Linked DNA regions of Mus musculus: region 1 is linked to region 2. The links are chromatin contacts, called in public promoter capture Hi-C maps. All regions are on one chromosome and are shown on one strand. The core of a region is the stretch at or near the end of the contact, and the rest is flanking DNA. Distances in the headings are between cores, read along the strand shown. Region 1 holds the start of Clk2 (CDC-like kinase 2). Region 2 holds the start of Msto1 (misato 1, mitochondrial distribution and morphology regulator).

The links. Promoter capture Hi-C pulls out the DNA fragments that hold promoters and counts their contacts.
Region 1: a contact with region 2 is called in a promoter capture Hi-C map of erythroid cells, with 3 times the contacts expected there. The contact joins the promoter of Clk2 here to the promoter of Msto1 in region 2. A contact is called at or near these places in 13 of 39 promoter capture datasets (the 3T3-L1 cell line, the C10 cell line, the SN4741 cell line and 8 more), 2 of 484 Hi-C or Micro-C datasets (forebrain and liver), 9 of 115 datasets of contacts at active chromatin or transcription factors (the SCID.adh cell line, astrocytes, effector CD8 T cells and 3 more) and 4 of 9 other capture datasets (adipose tissue, liver, macrophages and 1 more).

The regions. Positions count from the first base shown.
Region 1 is chr3:89,163,308-89,166,099 of GRCm38.p6, forward strand. It overlaps Clk2 (CDC-like kinase 2), which reads left to right and starts at 1,488. Exons shown (of 13, transcript NM_007712.4): 1 at 1,488-1,799. It overlaps Gm45927 (predicted gene, 45927), which reads left to right and starts at 1,488. Exons shown (of 19, transcript NM_001310017.1): 1 at 1,488-1,799.
Region 2 is chr3:88,912,495-88,915,444 of GRCm38.p6, forward strand. It overlaps Msto1 (misato 1, mitochondrial distribution and morphology regulator), which reads right to left and starts at 1,456. Exons shown (of 14, transcript NM_144898.2): 1 at 1,299-1,456; 2 at 1,073-1,208; 3 at 364-433; 4 at 209-284. The coding sequence starts at 1,382.

The DNA of each region.
Region 1 (2,792 bases), core at 238-2,737, 250 kb after region 2:
GAATGTTGAATGGCCTGAAACTGGAGTCACAGGGCACATGAGTCACCATGTGGGGGTTGGTTGGGAACTAATACAGGTCCTTTGGAGGAGCAACCAGTGCTCATAACTGCTAACTTATCTCTCCAGCCCCTCAACAACAACAACAAGAACAAAAAACAAAACAAAAGATAAAACAAAACCAAACCTTTGTTTTTGAGACAGGTTATCAGTGTACTCAGGCTGGCTTTAAATTCATTATATAGCAAAAATAACCTTGATTTCCCAGCAGTGGTGGCGCACGCCTTTAATCCCAGCACTTGGGAGGCAGAGGCAGGTGGATTTCTGAGTTCAAGGCCAGCCTGGTCTATAGAGTGAGTTCCAGGACAACCAGAGCTACACAGAGAAACCCTGTCTCAAAAAACTGAAGTAAAAAAAAAAAAAAAAAAAAAAAAAAAAAAAGGAAGGAAGGAAGAAATAACCTGGATCCTCCTGCCTTCACCTCCTATGTCCTGGGATTGGTTACGTGTATAGGTTGTATGTATGGCTCTCTTGCCAGGGCATTCTGGGCAAAAGGCAAGTACTCCACCAACTAAGCCACATCCTGAGCTGGTTTGATTTTGAAACAGTCTCACACTGCAGCCCATGCGGGCCTTGAGCTCCTCCAAATAATCCTGCCTCAGTCGTCTAAGAGCTGAGATTATGAGCATGAACCACCATGTTTAGCTGCTGCTTCTTCCTTTTCGTTTTCTTCTTCTTCTCCTTCTTCTTTTGTACTATTTAGTAAACTGAAGCTGGAGAGATAGATGGTTCCGTGGTTAAGAGTGCAATCTTCTGGCAGATCCAGCATCCACAATGGTAAGCCCTCAATTGCCTGTAACTTCAGCTCCAGAGGATCTGACTGGCCCCTTCTTCAGGCCTCATGAAAACCTGAACTGAAATGCACATACCCTTCTACAGAAACAAAAATAATTTAAGGTAAATCTAAAAAGAAAGGAAGATGATTCGGTAAATTTATACTTAATACAGATTAGTTAAAACACAACGGCGTCCGATTCTCCTTCCTCTATGTCTGTGCACCTGCCCCAAACATGAAATACTTTTGTGCAGAACAAAGAGGGAACCTTTCTTTGCTGGCGTTCGGAAGCAGGAGGGTATATATTTTCAAGTTTTGTTTGAAGAACCAGACTTCACAAAACCTCACTGGAGTCGTTTGCTCAATAGCGATACAATGTAAATAACTAACAATCCTTTAAAACAGCCAATATTAAATAAGCCACAAATTGTCTTCTGGTGAAGAGCAAGAGGAAGGTGTCATGGGAAAGGATAAAAAGACCTAGAGACTCAACAAACACGTGACAAGCTCCGAGCGCCTCGAGACCCGAACCAAGAGGCGCACCCACCGCTTCTCTAACTCTGGAAGGCGCAGGGGAAGCGGCTCACTGGCCCGAAGGGCCCGGTGTCGGGGGGCGGAGCCCATCAGAGGCTGGGAAGTGACGCAGGACGTGCGTGCGTCTGTGCGTGCGTGCTCGCTCACGGCGGCGGCGGCGGCGGAGCGGAGAGGCCAGAGCCGGAGACCGAGCTGGGATCGGGCCCCGGGCGGGGGCGGTGCGAGAGGCGCCGAGCGGATCCTGGGGGCGGGGACGGAGCCCGGGCGGGCGGGACTGGAGCAGAGCCCGGGAACGGGGCGGGAGGTCCCAGGGCCCCGGGTTGGGGGGTGGAACCGCACTTCGTCGCCGCGGGGGTGCCGGGACTCCGGCCGCAGTGCCGCCGCCATCACGGACTTCCTGTGGGACAAGCGCACGGGCCTCGCCGCCAGAACGGTGAGCGCGCGGGCTGGCGGACCTTGGGGCCGCGGAAAGATGGCTACCGCCAGACGGACGGCAACGGGATATGGAGAAATTAGGAGTGTCGGGCTCTCGAAGCAGCAGAGTAGCGAGATGAGAGGGAGGGAGGTCGACGTGTTTCGGTGTAGCAGCAAGACCTATAGTAAACTTGGAAAAGCCTTAGAAGTGATGAGGTAGACACCGGAGCGGTCCCAGTCGTGCAAAAGTTGGACCAAGGGTTTAATACGATCCGAAAAGTGTTAAGATGGCAGTGTAGAGGAAGAGTTTGAGGCTAGGAAATTATTCTAGCTTCTCTGAGTAAGCAAGGAAGAAACAGGGTTTAGAAGTTAAGAAAGTTAGGCTAGATATGCTTTTCTAGGAAAGAACGCAGTGGCTTTGTTGGTTGGTGTCCAAAGTGAGATTGCATTTATGTTAAGTTAATCAAGATAGGGTTACCTGGGAAAGCCTCGTGCTTGCATCTTCTTGGTTTCCTGTCAGCCACTTTAGGCCAGTGTACCATAGGCTCACTTTCCTTAAGAAGGTTGTGAGGAAGCGGCCGAGAATGGTGACCAGATGTTGGAGTCAAACCTACAGACCTCATGTCCTGGGCCAAGACTGCCCCCGAGGCTCATCGTATTGCTGGATATGACAGTGATTTTGCTCTGATTTTCCCCTTTGACCAAAACAGGACTCATGAACCCTAACTAGTCCAGTTTCATTTAATGGAGGCCCAGCTGCCGGCCAAGTATTACTGATACTAATTAAGAAGTACTTAGTAGGCTAGGGATATAGTTCAGTTGATATGGTGGGGGTCACTTAGCTTGCATGAAGCCCTGGGTTGATCTCCAGCCTTTGTAAGCCCCAGCCATCTGTAATTTTTGCACTTGGAACTGAACTAATATCAGAAAATATTCGTGGCCATCCTAGGCTACATATCAAAATCGACACCAGCTTAGGATATGTCAAGTGTGGTTTTGCAAGTCGTTCATA
Region 2 (2,950 bases), core at 206-2,705:
CAATGCAGAGTTCTGGAAGAACAGGTCCGACTCTTAACCTCTGAGCCAGTTTCTGGGTTCCCGCCAGTTCAGAGACAACGGTGCTTTTTCCAAAAACACTACTCTATGGCATTTACAGTGACTAGACACCTTTTACTGTGCATCGGAGAGCCACTGTGCTTGTAGCAGGTTTAAAGGTTTGGGACAGAGCCCCACCCCTCGTCATCACCTCTGCACTCAGAAGGCCCTGGAGGTTTGGGTTCTTTGGTTGGGCGTCATCTCTGTGTGTGCTGAGCTTCCCCTGCCTGAAAGAGTAAGAGTAAGCAGAGTTCTCCAGCCGTCTATGTACACACAGTGGGCCATGCTCACAGGAGCGGTACTTACCACGCTACTGCAGCCTCTAGCTGTCGGTCTCTGTAGAGGTTACCTTCTTCTTTTAGAGTGTTCAGACTACCTGCCCAGAAATGAAAGGCAAGGTTAAACCTAGGGGGTCATGTGATCAAGACTAAACTGATCACCTGTCAGGGAATATGGTGTGGCAGTTCCTCTCTACCTAGATGAGGTGTCCCTTTGTAGCCCTGAGTAGTTTCCAACAATACAGACAAATTGGTTTTGAACTCAGAGCTTCTACCTGCCTTGGCTGGGATTAAGGGCGTGCCCAACTACATGGCACTTGGATATACATTAGATGGGACAGGGAATATGGAATCCATCCTTCTCTCAAAAGCTGTGGTCCAGCCGGGCAGTGGTGGTTTACGCCTTTAATCCCAGCACTAGGGAGGCAGAGGCAGGCGGATTTCTGAGTTCGAGGCCAGCCTGGTCTACAAAGTGAGTTCCAGGACAGCCAGGGCTATACAGAGAAACCCTGTCTCGAAAACAAACAAACAAAAAAACAAAACAAGCTGTGGTCCGTCTGTAGGTGTGAGTGCAAGCAGCTTAACATTATACTGACAATTCCAGAGCCAGATCCTGAAGTAAACTTGCCTTTTCGACATCGTCGGGGGTTGTGCCCGATCCGGTATCTGAAGTGAACTGATGCTAGGGCCCTCGCACGCCACACGGGAAAACTTGGCTGAGCCCACCATCGCCTCACCTTTCAGATCCATTAGGATGAGTCGAGGCGTATAGGTTTCCTGGCCATGCAGTGTCCGGCCTGTTCTGTACAAGACGTCGGGGCACAGCTCGCCTGGCGACTCTTCGTCCTCGGCCATGCGTCCCAGCGCAGCATCCTGTAGGGGTCACAGGGCTGAGCGGAGGGGGAAGAGGGGCAGGGCCGGTACTGTCTGCGGGGAACGCCGGGCTGCCGCTAGGTGCCTGACCTGCTGGTTCCACCAGTGCGCCCCCACGAAACCCGCGAAATGTCCCAACTGCAGCGTGAGCACCTCGCGGGCCCCGCCCGCCATACCGCCGCTGCTCTTGGGCACTCCACTGCCGCCGCGGGCCCATCAGCCGGAGGGGGCGGCTCCCGCGCGAGCACGTGCTTTCCCGTTGGCCTCCCGATTCGTTGGTCTCCGAGGCCGCAGCTCACGCCCCGCCTCTTCCTCTTCTTGGAATGTAGGAAGCTGCCGCGATCGGCTGTTGTCTCTCCGTTCCTTCTGCGCCTCAGACTGTGGCGGGTCTGGCCAAGGTCATGGAAGGTTCTCTCACCTGCTTCTGTCTCTCTTCGCGCAGATGCCCCTCTCCTGTAGCTAATAATTCACGCGAGGGGATAAAAAAAATCTGAGGGGGAATTCGACTCCTCTGGATCCTCCCACTCACTTCCTTTTCCCATCTCTAATGTCCCAGCCCTGCTAAACCAGTGGGCTGGCCCCATGGTTCGGTTTCTGTTAGGTTCTGGGGAAGATTGTAGTCCCTTTCTCGCGTGTTCATGTAGTTTGATTGTACTTAAGTGCTCTTTTCATTTATTCTTTGACTTGGTTCGTTATTTTTATCTTTTTGAGATGGATTCTCAGTATGTAACCCCTGGCTGGCCTGAAATGACTGTGTAAAGCAGGCTGGCTTCAAACTCAAAAGAAATCAAGCCTCCACTTCCGGAGTGCTGGAATCAAAGGCCGTGCCACTGATAAGGTTGGGAACAGTCTTTTGTTTGCTTGTTTGTTTGTCTTGAGACAGGGTTTCTTTGTATAGCCCTGGCTGTCCTGGAACTCACTTTGTAGACCAGGCTGGCCTCAAACTCAGACATCTGTCTGCCTCTGCCTCCCAAGTGCTGGGATTAAAGACGTGTGCCACCATACCCGGCTGTGGGAACAGTCTTTTATGTTTTTATAAACGTTTGGCTATCCAATTTGTAGAGCGTTTCCAAGCCGCATGTGATGGCTGGAACCTGTAAGCCCTCCTAGGATGCGGAGAGAGATTATTCATCCTTGGCTCCGAAGCAAGTTGAAGGCTCACCTGACTGCATGAGACCATATCTAAGTTACAAAACAAACAAAACAAATTACTATTCCAAATGGCTTGCTCTGTTTCTTTTGGACCATCTAGTATTCACTTATGAATAAAATAAATGGGTCCAGGCAAAATCCTCGATGGGTTAAGGGGAGCTTGGGAGCTGCCAAGCCTGCAGACCAGAGTTCTAACCTGAGCACCCACAGGGTAGTACGGAACCAAATCCCTAGCTGTGTACATTATTCTGAACATAAGCACATTGCTAGTAAAATACTTAGAAAAATGCATCATATAGAACAGTATTTTAAAGAATGACTGCCTTTTAATTTTGAGATTTTTTTTTAGATTTATTTCTTTTTTTAAGATTTATTTATTATTATAAGTAAGTACACTGTCGCTGTCTTCAGAGACACTAGAAGAGGGCATCAGATCTCATTACAGGTGGTTGTGAGCCACCACGTGGTTGCTGGGATTTGAATTCAGGACCTCTGGAAGAGCAATGAGTGCTCTTAACCTCTGAGCCATCTCTCCAGCCCCTCTTTTCTTTCTTTCTTTTTTTATTTTTCGAGACAGGGTTTCTCTGTGT